Regions from separate parts of the Zea mays genome. Here region 2 is linked to region 1. The links are chromatin contacts, called in public Hi-C maps. All regions are on one chromosome and are shown on one strand. The core of a region is the stretch at or near the end of the contact, and the rest is flanking DNA. Distances in the headings are between cores, read along the strand shown.

Evidence for each region. Hi-C and Micro-C count contacts between places; a contact is called where the count stands out from the background.
Region 2: a contact with region 1 is called in a Hi-C map of ear, with 2.3 times the contacts expected there. The contact joins the promoter of LOC100382085 here to the promoter of LOC100282681 in region 1. A contact is called at or near these places in 2 of 25 Hi-C or Micro-C datasets (ear and tassel).

Annotation. Positions count from the first base shown.
Region 1 is chr1:63,355,762-63,360,055 of Zm-B73-REFERENCE-NAM-5.0, reverse strand. It overlaps LOC100282681 (chaperonin), which reads left to right and starts at 2,198. Exons shown (of 3, transcript NM_001159127.2): 1 at 2,198-2,424; 2 at 3,162-3,301. The coding sequence starts at 2,320.
Region 2 is chr1:63,645,612-63,649,905 of Zm-B73-REFERENCE-NAM-5.0, reverse strand. LOC100382085 (calcium ion binding) reads right to left here and starts at 2,211. Exons shown (of 7, transcript NM_001174848.2): 1 at 1,889-2,211; 2 at 1,565-1,651; 3 at 1,243-1,476; 4 at 1,015-1,117; 5 at 89-318. The coding sequence starts at 2,202.

The sequences.
Region 1 (4,294 bases), core at 949-3,448:
TAGGTGACATTATATAACTCGATTAAAAAATGAATAGAAATATAGCTCGATCTCCAAATACGATCTAATCCTTAAAATTCATAGCTTAAAATTTAGGGCCCGTTGCCATCTTACCATCCCTATCTATACTATATTCTTCTTGTGCAACTGAAGATAAAAGACATTGGCAAACCTTAGTCTAAGGAAAACATGGGTTCTAACACTGTACATACTTGTCCTAGCTTGTGATGAGCTGTGACAAAACTGACACTGCTACGTCGAGCACGCACTAGTGACCGCCATAGTTTATTAAAATCTCGATTCGCCACCATCAATGGCTCTTAATTGCGTGCTTTGACTAGTAGTAGTGAAATCCTTGACCAAGCACGCAATTTAATTTCCTTGCATGCATGCAGTCTCCAATGAGGCCCGCCGGGCAGAACCTGATCGATGGCAAGCGAACAATTACAGCTCAGCTTTGTCTCCTCCCCCAGGGTTTCAGCGCACCTAATCCACTGCTACACAACAGCAAGCTCATGCCATCCCGTCTAACACTCTAACTGAACCAGTTACTATCTTGCTTAGCCACACTGATCATACCATCAGCTAGCTCGTCGTTCATGCGCTCTTAGCTAGCTAGTTAAAGAGATTCAGACAGATCGAGGATGATGGTGCCGGGCAGGAGGAAGGAGCTCAAGCTCATCGCTGCTGCAGCCTTGCTGCTAGTTGTATCTCTGCTGCTGATGTCGAAGGCTGAGAGCGCAGCAGCAGGGAGGAGCTTGTGTCCTTGCTCTTGTCATCAGCATGGAGGAGCTGCAGCGAGGCTGCTTCATCAAGGGAGAAGAATGTTAGCGGGGCGGGGGCGCCATGGCGAGGTGCTCGCGAATGGATTAATGGAGCACGCCAACAAGGAAGGTGGAGATGCGATTATTGGCGAGGAGGAGAAGAGGGAGGTCATCACTGGGCCTAATCCACTTCACAACAGAAGATAGGATGGCTGGTTCAGCGAGCTGCGTGCTACTACACTACACGCCTACACCACACCAGTTCTTCAGATTCCTTTTGTTTAGTTCTTGTCGCCTTTTTTTTTGCCAATTCTTTCTACGATAGGTACCTAATCATGCATAGAATGTTCGATGGAATTGTTGCTTTTATTTGTTTTGTACTTCTGATTTGGAATGAGAGGTAAGATCGATGCCCAACTGTCGAAATGCTGCTACCCTGTTTGATTTGAGTGAGCTATGTCTTCTGTTGTGTTCTGGTTCAAGAGATGCTGATCGAAACGATCAAGTGTTCTTCATTCCTGGTATGCTCAAAGAATTCAAAGAATTGCTACACAAACTTTTTCTTGGTGTAGTCACAGGTCCATATAGTTTAGACCTTTGACGACACAAAGTTTAGACACTCAGATAATATAACCATACAAATATAAAAACCAAGAAGTGCATGTTAAGAGCTTAGGAGCCGGATCGATATAACTTCATAAGTGTAGGAATTTAGATGTGCACTTTAAAAATTTAGGGACCGAGATGATACAATGTTACAAATTTAGAGAAGTATAATAAAAGAATGGTTAAATGCTAAGATGAAAGAGAGATAGGAGGATAAAGAAGAAGCGAGTTGTAAACTTACAACTACGAATACGATCTATGAAAAGCTAACTACTATATAGATAAGATAAATAATAAATAATAGGCTACAAAAATTCTTACAGCTAGCGGTCGATACTATTAAGGCCCGTTTGTTTCATCATTTTTAGCTTTTGGCCAGCAGAAACTATTGGGAACCGGCAAACACCCATATTTCCAGCATATTTTTATGAGAAACTATTTAAAATCAACATGAACATACCATCAGTCGAGTCGTCATAACAGTAAGAATCTATTATTTTCTAGATACTAAATTCTATAAACCTCTTTATCTTCGTCCTCGTATAATTCTACGATAATCAGATTACAGAAAAAAGTAAAAACAAAACTTCTTAGGGCGATAGTGTTCTTTACTGAGGTGTTTGGTTTGAGGAATGACCTAGTCCATCATCTTCTTACTCCTCACTATTTTTGTTTGGTTTGTGGAATGGAATGAGTTGATCCATCATCACCTTATTCCTCATAGTTAGTTTGTTAGTACTAATATGAGGAATGTGGTCATCCCACCAAATTTGAGGATTGAATTCATGATGCACCACCTTAATTTGGATGGTTTGATTCCTCAAACCAAACACCCCATACCTTTTCCCTTCCTACCCTTGGCCGCAGTCAAACCCTAAACCCTGGCGAGCCGCGGCTACGGTATAGCCACCGCAACACCGCATCTCAAGCGCAAGACCTCCTCGCGGCTATGGCGAAGCGTCTGATCCCGTCGCTGAACCGGGTTCTGGTGGAGAAGCTGCTGAAGCCCAGCAAGAGCGCCGGTGGCATCCTCCTCCCGGAGACCACCAAGCAGGTAAAGTATTTGGATCTCGCTCTGTTCCTCTCTTTGCTGCATCTCCATGTTCTATTCCTCTTTTTTGCTGTATCTCCATCCCGCGTGGTTTGTCTTGTACATGTACATGTACATCAGTGGACATTGTGGGTCGGTTTCTTCAAATTGTATTGTAGATCTAGTTCGGGGAGCTGAGATCGCGGCGGGTGCCAGTGAGGGGAAAGAAATTGCGTCAATTCATTCAGTCTATCTTTTGGGGAAAAGGTTTTAGGTTTGTGTCGATGATGCTGTGCTGTGCACTAGACTAGAATCGAAATCAGCATTAACAATATTCTCATGAGAAGATTACCTGCTAGAATTCGTATTCTATGAACTTGTTGGTGGCTCCTGGCGTGAATCCATGAAGTTTCATTGGGTAGAATTCGTATTCTCATGACTGAATGAGTTGACAAACTTGCCACGCCTTGCCTTACGCCCTTATCGCTTTGATAAGTACGGGAGTGTGCACTTTTGTTTCTGCATTTGTTTTATGCAGCCGTAGCTTGTAGCAGCCTCTAGAATAATACTGTCAGGGCGATCTGCCTGTGAATTTCGCTGCAATATCCATACATGCTCAGTATGTAGGTTGCGTGAGTTCAAATATATTAAATCAAGGTATTTCCTTTTTAGCTTTAGTTGTCTGTGGACTGTTTTTTATCATGGGTTTTTAGTTTTCCTGCCTCTTTTAGGCCTAACATATCACTTTATTCTGAATGCAGCTGAACGCCGCTAAAGTCGTTGCTGTTGGCCCTGGTGATCGTGATAGGGATGGCAAGCTGATCCCTGTATCTCTGAGCGAAGGCGACACTGTTCTGCTTCCGGAGTACGGTGGGACAGAAGTGAAGCTTGCAGAAAAAGAGTATGTTAACATATGCATGTCATCTTGACTTGGCACTATGTTCTCTCTCCTATCCCTTTGCTGTTCTCTGTACGCAGAAATCAAAGAATTCAAGAACCATGCATTTGAAACGTTACGTTTAAACTGCTATTCTGGATGGTAATTTTAGTAGTTTGAACTAGGGATGAAAACGGTTTCGGAAATTTTCGGAATTCCGGAAACCATTTTCGAAATTTTTTGATCGGATATGTCGGTAATGGTATTGTTCGGAAATGAAACCAGTAATCGGAATTCTTTGTCGGAAACAGTATCGGAATCGGTTTAGCACTTTACCGACCGTTTCCTTCGGTTACCGGATTTAGTCGGAATTTTCCGAAATTAACCATCGGATTTTTCCGGAAATAGTCAGCCCAACTGGTTTAGTCACTTACTTGGCCCAGGCGGTTAGCAGCCCACGCCCACACGCGGCCACGCGGTCGGCCTCACCTAGCGGGCGAGACGGACGCCCGGCGGCCAGAGCCTGAGGCTGTGACCGGGCCTCATGCACAATTGCGCCGTGCGTGCACATGTATGAATTGTATTATGTACACACACATGTATATATAGATATATATTATGTATTGTTTTTGTTTATAATATTAAACTGTTTGAATGACTGGTCAATTTTTTTAATATAATTGGAGTAAGAAAAGGTTGAACCTTGACTATGTGAACTTGTTACATTGTGAACTTATTATATTGTGAATTGTGAATTTGCCTCTTTCTTGTATTGTGAACTTGCTATATTGATATGTTTAACAATCATATTTTAGATTCTGACCGTTACCGGTGTATTTTCCGCCCCGAACTTCCGTTTTCGATGTTTCCGAAATACATATATCATTTCCGTTTTTGGAGTTACCGATTCTGATTTTGTTTCCGACAAAAAAAATATGAAAACGGAAACGGTTTTAATGTTTACCGATCGTTTCCGACCATTTTCATCCCTAGCTTGAACTACTAGCTGGTGAATAG
Region 2 (4,294 bases), core at 962-3,461, 290 kb before region 1:
TAGGATGCAACAGGAAAATAGATGCTAATTTAAACAACGCCAGAAATTCTAGTTGGACAGAGAAATGAGAAAATAGTGCAGATAGTACCTGTCTGACAGAGGGGAAAAGAAGCCTGGAGTTCTTTCATTTGATGCAATGAATAATGTTCGACCTGGTGGAATCCATTGTGCAATTCTTTTTCTAATGTACTCAGGTCGGGTGTCTCTGTCTAGATGAGGATGAAGGCTCCGTTCAACACCAAATCTATCTTTCCGATTTTTCAATAGATCACCACGTCTCACATGAATAGCATCATAATCACCAAGTATTTCTTTCATCTGAAATGGAGGAACTGATTTAGGGGCTGCATCATAGCCTGCAATGTATATTACTGAACATAACAAAAGAGAGAATGGCTTGGTCTAAGAACTTATGTAAAGGAGAATTAACAAGTATCCAAAACCAAACTTCCAAAGATGATGTATGCTAAACATACTTCCAAATCTGATGTATGCTTGACAAGTTACAAATCTATAGATGTCTCTAGGCATGTGCCTTGAGCTAAGTTCTCTTTTTGCCCAGTCAGAAGTCTGTGCAGCCTTGGCATATCATTTTAATGACTTGGCACAAGAAAGAGCAGAAGTAGACAAACCGGTAGCTATACCTGCAGGGTGCTGGTTATATGCTTTGCTTTATGGTTGCAACATCAAAACAACAGCAATTGCAGAACTTACACTATGTTTTGAATGGATAAACTTAAGTCATCAGACATTTATCAAATCAAATGTCAGGATTCAATTAGCAGCAGTAATTCTGCACTTTAGGTATAACATCAAATGGTAATTTAAGGCCAGTGCAGCTTAAGGATTGTATGAAATAACTGGGTGAAATCGTTCCAACAAGAAACAATAAACCCCTAAGAATATGAAATTATGAACATGACCAAAACATTGAGGAAAAGAAACAGAAACATAACCAGTCCATTTCTCAAGTACTTGTCAGACTGCATTAACATGATAGGTGAGAAAAGATACCTTATTTGCTGCATTCCTCAGTTTTTCCGCTGGCATACTTGGCAAAAAGTTGTAGGATAACATCACTGAGCTACGATTCTTGCGATCCTTGCACTCCATAAACCTATATTTCAGATATGAGGTTAATGCTTGGACATAATAATAGATTAAAATTAGCACATGCATTGCTAAAGTCCAAGTGAAGTAAAAACAAGGCCACAATGGCACTACAAGAACCTGTGCGCTTACCAAGCAAGGGGACTTGCAGTGCGATTTATTATGAGAGCTGTTGAGTATATGGAATTTTGTTTGAGTTCACCTCTGCTAATTCCTTGCACATGTGCCACACCTCCCACTTCTAGTTTCATGCTTCTTGATACTATATCGTGCCAGTTTTTTGAGTTGTCCAGAATAACTGGTACTGTTCTTGAGATCTGATCTATATCATATAGAGATTCCATTGCACATGAACTTTCTTCCCATCTACAAAATACTTGCTTTAGATAGTAAAATATGCAAACTTCATTGTGGTAACACAACTGAGAGACAGATGTGGCTAAGAAGCAAAAACCTCTGTTTTGTAGTTGCACCATTTTGGATAATTCCCTTGGTGTTATGCAGTGAACTTAGGCACATTCTTGAGGGCATCACAAATATTCTGCAATGAGACAAAAGTCAGTAGTTTTGCCATTTTTTTCTTGTGTAGTCACAAACCAGCAGCACATTAGCCGGTTCAAGACATTAGCATGACCTATCTTCCTTCTAGGCTTCTAGCATCAGTTTTCTAGTCTCCACATTCCGAATTTCAACTAGATGAAAATTGAGCTAATCCAAAAGAAAGAGGAACTATCCAGTGAGCATAAGCACAGTAAGGTAGTTATTAGTTATTACTTACCTGCCGAGGAAAAGGGCCTCCTCGAGAGCACAGCGGAGGCTGGACTCCTGGTGCCCGAGCCCCGCGCAGGAGCCGCAGTGTTTGCCGGGGCAGTCCACGCGGCTGCCCCAGTAGAGGTACTTGTCACCGCTTCTGGCCCCGGATCTCCATGAACCCGACAGCGTGGCGGTGGGGGACGAGGAGAGGAAGCAAAGGATAGCCAGCGCCACCGCCGCGGCAAAGGCTGTCAGGAGAGTTCTCGCCGGTGGGAGCGGCGGCACCCTCGTCTTGCGACCGCCGCCACCGGCCGCCGTGATCCGGGGAGGGATCGCCATAGGAGTGCGAGGGAGGGCTGGGACCAGGACCAGTGTCAAGGGCTGTCAGTCTGTCACGGATGTGGATGCCAATGGAGATGGTAGGCCGTTCAAAATTAATCGAACGTCTGAAACCAGTCGGCCACCGTGGGTATTATTGTACGGACTACGGAGTAGTATATAAATAAGGATTAGGCTGTCCAGAACTTTAAATTTCTACCCTAAAAAATATTTCATCTTATGGGGTGTTTGGTTTCTAGGGACTAATATTTAGTCCCTTCATTTTATTCCTTTTTAGTATATAAATTACTAAATATAGAAACTAAAATAAAGTTTTAGTTTCTATATTTGACAATTTTAAAACTAAAATAAAATAAAATGGAGGGACTAAACATTAGTCCCTAGAAACCAAATACCCCATTAGTCAGTAAAATTCTCTACCCTATTTCATAATTATTCGTAGTCATATTTACTCAAAATATTTATACTATATCAATTACCACATATATTCTATTATTTATTTTCACCTCTCTTACGTATCCACGCCTAACTGCCAGCCAACGAGGAGAAGAGAGAGATTATCTAGTTAGAGAATACGTGCGCGGGATGTAAGGTTCATCCGGCCAACAAAAAAATTACACCACCTGATTGGTTAACCTGCTCACCATATTCATGTCAGCCTTATGCGTTGACCGTATGTATAGGTAGCCCGAAGCACAGAAAAAAGGCATGACCCAGGCATGGTACGACCCGAAATATTTTAGTGGCGGGCCGGCACGGCCTGATATATCGAGCCGGGTTTGGACCGAGGTCACGGTCCATGGGTGGGCATGAGCACGACCCGTTTAAGGCAGGCACGAAATGACCCATATAGAGGCACGAAAAGGCTCATATCTATACTCTATACTATACACAAATAACCCCTCACAGCTATTTTAAATTAATCCGATGCACGCCTATAGATGGTCAAACGGCGGCCCGGCACGGGCTAGACGCCTCGCGGGCCACAACTCTAGCCCAGGCAGCCCCGTCACAGTTATTTTAAATTAATCCGCGGCACGCCTATAGATGGCCAAACGGCGGCCCGGCACGGGCTAGACGCCTCACGGGCCACAACTCTAGCCCAGGCAGCCCGTCACAGCTATTTTAAATTAATCCACGACACGCCTATAGATGGTCGTCGGCTCATTTGATTAAATCAGCGTAAAATGTTAAAAACGCGGTGCAGGAGGTGGGGTTCGAACCCATGCCCTGACGGAAGTAGGGCGGGAGACACTCGGTAAAACTGTCTAACCAATTGAACATCATGCTCAAATGTTTTTAATATTGAATATAAATTCTATATATATGTATATACATTTTTTGTAAAATAAAAAAATATAGTCGTATCGGGCCGGACCAACCCTACGGGTCGAGGATACAACCCAAGCACGACACGACGTTCTTGGCTCTTACAAGCATTAGGTCGTTTCTGAGACCACATTGGCGCAATGGACTCCATGGTGTTTGAGCCTGCTGAATTGGATGGAGTAACAATGATTTGTCACACTAACAGTAAAATGAAAGGTTATTTGTTGGTTTTAAACGTTAGTAATTGTTACGAAGTAGCATAATTTATATGTAGCGTATCCAGTTTTTATTGATGTCTGACTTTAGCAATCACTCCATATTTTGATCTATATTTTTATAAGTTTGAATTCACGTGACTTATTTTATAAACTTGAGCTCACAAACTTTATCTTATTTAGTCTCTGTATGTTGAAATTATGTCATTTTATAATCTCTATTCGTTCAGTCAGTCATTGGGAACTCTCTTCTAATCGCTCACTTCATTGGTCGTGTTGTACCAAGACATATTGGATGGAGTAAATAATAACATCAGTTAGCCAAATTTTAAAAATATTATACGGAGAGCGGAGACAATCAATAAAAAATCTTGATTTTTTGGTAGATAGTTTACATGTGTATTGTTGTAAGTCGTCGCAACGCACGGGCAACCGACTAGTATTTATTAAAACCACACTTCATTACACATTTTCATGTACTTGATAAAAAACACAAAGCTAGAGATAATGTTAGTTAAATGTTTTTTTGTAGCTTTGAATTAGAGTAT